Regions from separate parts of the Mus musculus genome. Here region 2 is linked to region 1. A link is a contact called in public HiChIP or PLAC-seq data. All regions are on one chromosome and are shown on one strand. The core of a region is the stretch at or near the end of the contact, and the rest is flanking DNA. Distances in the headings are between cores, read along the strand shown. Region 1 overlaps Gm32611 (a long non-coding RNA gene). Region 2 overlaps Grik3 (glutamate receptor, ionotropic, kainate 3).

Region 1 (3,283 bases), core at 302-2,801:
CCTCAAAGTCTCAGCCTTGTAAACCCAGGTCTTCCCTGCCTCCCTGATGTGCCCAGGCTGTGCAGGAGTTGACTCTGTACACATCAGGGCCAGGGTTCACAGCCAGCATGCATAGCTGTTTTAGGAGTGGTGAGAGAGAGCTGCAAGGGAGGTGACCTCTGAGACCCAATGGAGAAGTCCTAATCCCTTGTGGCATAACAAGAATGAACCCCAAGTCAGGGCCACCAATACCCAATGTGGCAAACCTGAGGCTCTGCCTCCTCCTCTTCCCTCCTCCTCTTCCTCCTCACTCTCCCCTTGGGAAGCCCTGAGCTGCTGCCACCACCCAAGATCAACAGAGGGCTGCCACCACCTGGAGTTCTAGGCACCTCCAGGCTGAGCTGCTGTTGTCAGTGCCAACTCCAAGGGACCTAGGCAGTTCCTCTGCCAGAGTGGGAGGAGCAGAATGGGAGGGTCTGTGCTGGAACTATATCTCCTAGTGTGATCTCAGGCAAGTGCCTATACTCCTCAGCCTCAGTTTCCCCAACTGGAAAAGGACAAATGTTCGGATGTACATTTATGTGGCTATAGTCACATATGTGCTTTATGGGGGAGGGGAGCTGGCTTGGGTTCAGACTTCATGGCAGTGTTCAGAAGGTGTAGGCAGGAAGTGACCACCTGGGACAGGTCACAATAGAAACGTTTGCTTAGCACAGTCCCTGGGCCACCCACCGTGACTACCCAGTAGATGCTGAGACCTAATCCTTTCACCTGACAGGGAGGACCACTAAAGACCACTTCATACCCACGTGTTCTATTTTACCTGAATGGAGACGGCCAGAAGCTGAACTTGGGGACTCCTGTTCCCAAGAATAGCAAGAATTTGGGTCACCCTATAGAAACCTTGGCAACCACCTTCCAAACCTTGGGGTGAGGAGAGCCACTGCTTACCACCTAAGGAAACTCCTTCTCCATCACCGTGGGGTTCCAGAGGTCAGCGCCCCCAAGGGCTCCCTCTCAGATGCCAGCCTCAAGAAAGGATGCCCTGGAATGGGGCCTTCACCCCACGATCTGGGCACAGCTCTGAGCTACTCTCCACCAGCAGGGCTCCCCACAATGGAAACGACCCCCCCCCAGCCACAGCTGCACCCCAGCCCCTGGATCCTCTTCATCCTCACCGCCCTCCAGGATCTGACACAGCCTCCCTGATTGCTAATTTAGACTTCCCTGCCGTCCCACGCAGGGGAATCAGGGGAAATCAAATTACCGAGTTATTCACTCTTTTTTGTACAGCTGATGGGCTGATTAGCTGTCAATCAGAGCCAACATTAACATCTGACACTGTGTGCATAACAATTACCAGTCACATTAAGGAAACCTTCCCTTTCTTTCTCTACCAGGAGCGGTGGGGAGAGACAGGAGAGGAGGCGGCAGACGAGGCTCCGAAGGGAGAGGGAGGAAATTCAATCAGCATAATTAGCTCAATCAGAAGAGAACATCACTTCACCAGCTGAGCGGAGCCACTGAGGCTGCCAAAGGCCTCGGGCTGACCAGCTGCTCCCGAGCCTCTGCACTCCCTGCCCTCCAGCCAGGGCCTGGCTTGCCTGCAGCCTCCGAGTTGGCCTCGGGCCCTGCCATCAGTCAACTGTTTGGCTCCGCCTTACATTTGCTTTGCTCCAATCAATTGAACGCATTCTCGCCTGCCTCTCTCGGATTGGCTCTGACCTTGGAGTATATATGGCTCCAGTGTTGGTGCTGGGAAAGACAGGGACACTTGACAGTCCTGAGTATCCAGTTAGTCGAAACCATCTTGACAATCTTCCGTTTCAGTTTCCCCACCTGTGAAACGAAGCTGTCTACATTGGTGTCTTGACTCTGTCCAGCAGCATCAGCCAGAAGGCTGTGGCGAAGCAGCCGCGCTCTCCCACTCTGTCCCCTCACTGACTCCTGTGGCTGAAGCGATAAACCAGGGCCATTCAAAGAGCCAAGCCTGAGCCTAGACCCACAGGCTGTGCTTGTGCCCAGGCAAGGGGCCACCTTGCTTGTTTGCTTTCCTGTCACCAAAAACATCTCAGCCTCCTTACTCAGCTCTGCCCTGTGAGCAAACCCAAATGGTGATCTCCGATGGCACTGTGACAACTGCTGGGAGTGAGGGGGCAGGGACAGAGAGGGACCTGAACTGCCCTGGGGCTAGGATGGGGAGGATGACGACCAGATTTCTGACTCTGAGATATTTTTATTTCTTTTTTATGTGTTTTCTTTTTAGTTTGTGTGTATGTGCACGCACATGTGTGTGCATGTTGTGCATGCTGTGCATGTGTGCATGTGAGAGAGAATAATCTTAAGTATTAGTCCTCAAATTCTCCTTTTAAAAAGAAACAAGTATCTCTTTTTGTTCACTGCTGTGTAGCCAAGCTGGCTGGCCTAGCAGCTTCAGCCGGTTATGTCTCTGCCCCACCCGCTTTCGCCTGAGGAGTGCTGGGACTGCAGACACGCATATGCACGCTGGTTTCCAGTATTTCCAGGAGTCCATCAGTTACCTGGGTCCTCACATTTGCAAGCAGCACTGTGTTCAGAGAGGCACGCCCAGCTCAGCCTTCTGAGTTCTTAATCCAGAGTCCTGGGCTGTGCTGGATGCCACAACCTGATACCTCAGAACAAGCAGTGTAATCTCTAGACTCCATCATCCCACAGCTGCGAGGATGCTATCCAAGAACAAGATGTAGGTTTGCTTCCAGGGATTGGCCAGCGTTTCTGTGTGCTTATATAGCCTTTCCTCTGCTTATATGCACGCACACATACACACACAAACACAAACACACACACACACACACACACACACACACACACACACCCTGCCCAGTGCCCTAATCCTTTCTTTTAATAACACTAGTCCAATTGGATTAGGACCCCCAACATTCACCTACTTAAGACCCTATGTGAAAAGAGAGGCTCACTCTGACACACTAGAGATTGGAATTCTGGTTTATTAAATGGGGGAAGAGGGAGGGGAATCGGGCATAACACCTAGAGATGAGATAATAGCCATTGGTTTTACCAGCTACTATGTATGATGCTAACTTTCCTGAAGGTGCAGAGCTGTGAGTTTGCTAAGGGCTCATTTACATCCTCCAGATTGGAACAGAAGCTTGAGGAAGGTGCTAGTCTGATCTCAACTCTATAAATGGGGAAAGTGGGGTACAAGGGAGTGAGTGAGCTAACCTGCCCTGTATATACTGAGGATTGGTATCCCAGTGCCAGTCTCCACCTCACTACCTATATCATGTGTATGATATGATATGAT
Region 2 (3,283 bases), core at 485-2,984, 410 kb before region 1:
CCCTGGGTGTGCAGGGCAGCCCCTCCAGGCCCCTTCCAGGTAAGATGCTGCAGTTGAGGCTCTGTCAGGGAGAGGGCTCAGTCCTGGGGAGGGCGCACAGGGCTGGGGGGCCTGGGTTTTGAGGCTCCAGACTCTCATGCTCTTCCCCAGCAGCCCCACTGTGCAGAGCGCACCCAGCTCCACTACTCAAAGAGGCCACAATCCCCGCAGAATCTCTTCCAACATCCTCTCCCTTCAAAGCCGCCCCGCTTCCCCGCCAGGAGCTCCCCTCCCCCACAGCCTCCTTTGCATTTTTGCCTACATATTTTTACAGCCAAACAGTGCTTTCAAAGGCCTCCTTTTTCATCTCCTAATTAATTTTTATCTTCCAAGACGGAAGGGAGGACAACACAGGAGACGCTGTTTGTGATGTCTGCTGCTCTCTGACAATTCTCTCAGCAAACCTCCTTCGGAGCCCAAGGGGCAGATTCTAGATGCCCAGCTTTCTGCAAGCAGCTGGCTGCACCCAAGGGGCCTGAGGTCCTGACGTCCTGCTTCATGTCAATCCCTTGATTATGGTCTACTCTTAGCTATGGGAGCTTTGTTTACTAATTTATTTGGGGATGTGCCCACATGCCTGTGTGCATGTGTATGCATGCATGCACGTGTGCGTGCTTGGGAAAGCCAGAGGCCAATGTCTGGTATATTTCTTACTTGTTCTTTATTTCTTGAGACATGAAGCTTTACTGATTCACCTAGACATTCTGGCCAGAGAGGTAAATGGGGCCTCCTCTATCTACCCCCACACCCAATGCTTGGTAACAGGTGGGTGTCACCATACTTGGCTTTTACATAGGTGCTGAGGACATGAACTCAAGTTTTCAATGTTTATGTGGCAAGATCTTTACTTGCTGAGCCATCTCTCCTTAGTTCTATGTATGTGTAGTGCCTAACTAGGAGTATGCTAACCACATACTTGTTTTAAACTTGGGGTTCGTGGGGAGTGCCACCTGCTTGCTGCCTACGCTTACCACTGCCTCCTACATCGGCTTTACCATCTTTCAATCCCATCCCTTCTACAGCACCAGACACTCATCTTTATTAATCCTCTTTGCGACCAGTGTGTCATGGCTGTGCTAGGCTGCAGTCATGGCCCTACCCACCCCAGCTTTGTTCTTCCCCAGGGGAGATTGCTAAGGACTATGGCGGGATCCGGAGAGGAACCGGTAGGAAAGACAGTAGAGGCTGCTTCACAGCAGGTGAGGTTCAAATCCTTGGTTTTAGCTGTGTGTTGTTAGGCAAGTCAATTAGCCTCTTGAAGCCTTGCTTCCACCCTGTGTAACATGAGGACATAATACTCATCTGCTAGGGTTGTTAGGAGGGTGACAGAGAAACAGATGAAGTATGGGCACACGCCTGGGACATTGTGGCTGCTTGCAAAGAAGTATTAATGAGTCAGGAGAGAATGGAAGTGGGCTTGGTCCCGCCTGGGGTCACTCTATTGCTGTTTCTGGTTCATGGGCCCTTGAGCCCCATAGTCCTGGCTGAGTAGCAGATTCTGTGTCCCTCCTCTGCCCTCCTCACTGCAGGGGAGGTGGGTGACGGTGCAGTGGCTGCTTGCTGCTGAGGACTGTGGCTCAGTGGGGAGCTGGGACTGGGCCGTGAGAAGGCAATCCGAGCATCTCTGCAAGGAGGGAGGGAGGCGGGGCGTCCAATCAGCCGAGATGAGCCTGCACCGGGCTTATTTATGCCTCTTCCCTTTGATCGGGAGCCCTGCTTAGAGACTGGCTCATGCCTAATGCATGAGAAGCTCCAGTAGTCTAGGGCTGGGCTGTGGCCCGAGGACAGGGAGCGAGCAAGCATGTATGTGCGCATGTGCACACACGCACACACACACACACACACACACACACACACGCACAGATGCAAACATTCATGTCCAAGTGCAGGTCTACATATGCACATATAAGTAGACTCTCAGGCATGCCACACGTGCAGACGCAAAATGCTCACTAACATGTGCCACCTACACACACTGTCAGACTTGCTCACACTCATGAGACTCCAACAAGTGCCTAATGTATCCTTGACATCGTTTTATTTTCCCTTGATCTCAGTGTACACTGTGCCCTCCCCAGCAGAAGGTGGGACCTGCTTCCACTGGCGGTAGCCGAGTGAAAGGAGAAGCCCCTCTTTCCCCTTTTCTTTCCAGTATGTAGCTGCCTCCAGCCTCAGGAGAGACACGGGGAGCCGGCAGAAAGTGCTGGGGCATGAGCACCCGTGGGATAAAGGCATTTTCCACTCTAATTTCTTCCTTTATTTCCTCAGGCCCCGCTGGGGCTCAGTCCATTTCTTGAAGTTTCCGAAGAGGCAAGGGCTCAGGGATGAAGAACCAGGACCCAGGGTAAAGGGAAACACGCAGGCTTCCAGACTGGCAGAGGGCAGCTGATTAATAAGCGGATGGATACACCCGCACAGTTCCCAAAGCCAGATGCTTCCAAGGGGTAATTAGAGGACCACTTCTCAAAGCATCCCCAGCCGAAGCCCCAGCAGCAGCATCTGGGAATCTGGGAACTTGTTAGAATTCTTCTCTCTCTCTCTCTCTCTCTCTCTCTCTCTCTCTCTCTCTCTCTCTCTCTCTCTCTCTCTCTCTCTCCCCTCCCTCCCTCCCTTGCTCTCCCTCACTCCCTCCAATTTTTTCTCCACCCCCCCCTCTCTTCTCTCTCCTCCCTTTTCTCTTTATGTCTCATTTCCCCTCTTCTCCCTCTCTCCTTTCTTTTCTTATGTAGCTCAGGCTGGCCTCCCACACTGTATGTAGCAGAGGATACTCCTGCTGCTACCTGAGTGCTCAGATCACAGGTGTGCGCCACTACACAATTTTTTTTTGCTGTGCTGGGATTGAACCCAGAGCTTTGTGCCTGATAGCCAAGCACTTTACCAAATAAGCTATATTCTTAGCTCAGAAGACTCATCATGCTTCCAACCTAGGCCTCCTGTGTCAGGTGTGTGTGTGTGTGTGTGTGTGTGTGTGTGTGTGTGTGTAGGTATGCACAGGATGGGGGTGTGGGGGTTGGGTAGATGACATCCTTTCTGATAACAGAGGGCCCGTGGCACTCAGACACACATTCATGTCCCAACACCACGCTTTAGCACCTAAGTTTTGGAGAGAAGCAGAGGAGAATGGGGTCCAGCTCCTTGGATGTGAATCCTCAGACAAGCCATTGATCTGTCTTCGGCTCAGTTTCCACATGTAGACTGGGAATAATTACAGTGCTAGTCTCACAAGGTTTGATGAGGTTAACAG

The links. HiChIP or PLAC-seq counts read pairs in DNA pulled down with a chosen protein or histone mark.
Region 2: an H3K4me3 HiChIP or PLAC-seq map of embryonic basal ganglia shows a contact between it and region 1, with 2.8 times the contacts expected there. The contact joins two enhancer-like sites. A contact is called at or near these places in 1 of 484 Hi-C or Micro-C datasets (cerebral cortex), 2 of 115 datasets of contacts at active chromatin or transcription factors (astrocytes and embryonic basal ganglia) and 1 of 9 other capture datasets (embryonic stem cells).

The regions. Positions count from the first base shown.
Region 1 is chr4:125,280,984-125,284,266 of GRCm38.p6, reverse strand. The region is part of intron 4 of Gm32611 (a long non-coding RNA gene); the gene reads right to left. Among named protein-coding and RNA genes, the nearest start is that of Gm46869, 7.9 kb to the left of the region's middle. Within about 2 kb of position 1,551, at least 87 of the 459 cell types and tissues checked have an H3K27ac peak or open chromatin away from gene starts, as enhancers often do. A contact at or near this core is called in cerebral cortex and embryonic basal ganglia, where this site is marked.
Region 2 is chr4:125,694,817-125,698,099 of GRCm38.p6, reverse strand. The region is part of intron 13 of Grik3 (glutamate receptor, ionotropic, kainate 3); the gene reads right to left. Among named protein-coding and RNA genes, the nearest start is that of Gm32807, 140 kb to the right of the region's middle. Within about 2 kb of position 1,734, at least 38 of the 459 cell types and tissues checked have an H3K27ac peak or open chromatin away from gene starts, as enhancers often do. A contact at or near this core is called in cerebral cortex and embryonic basal ganglia, where this site is marked.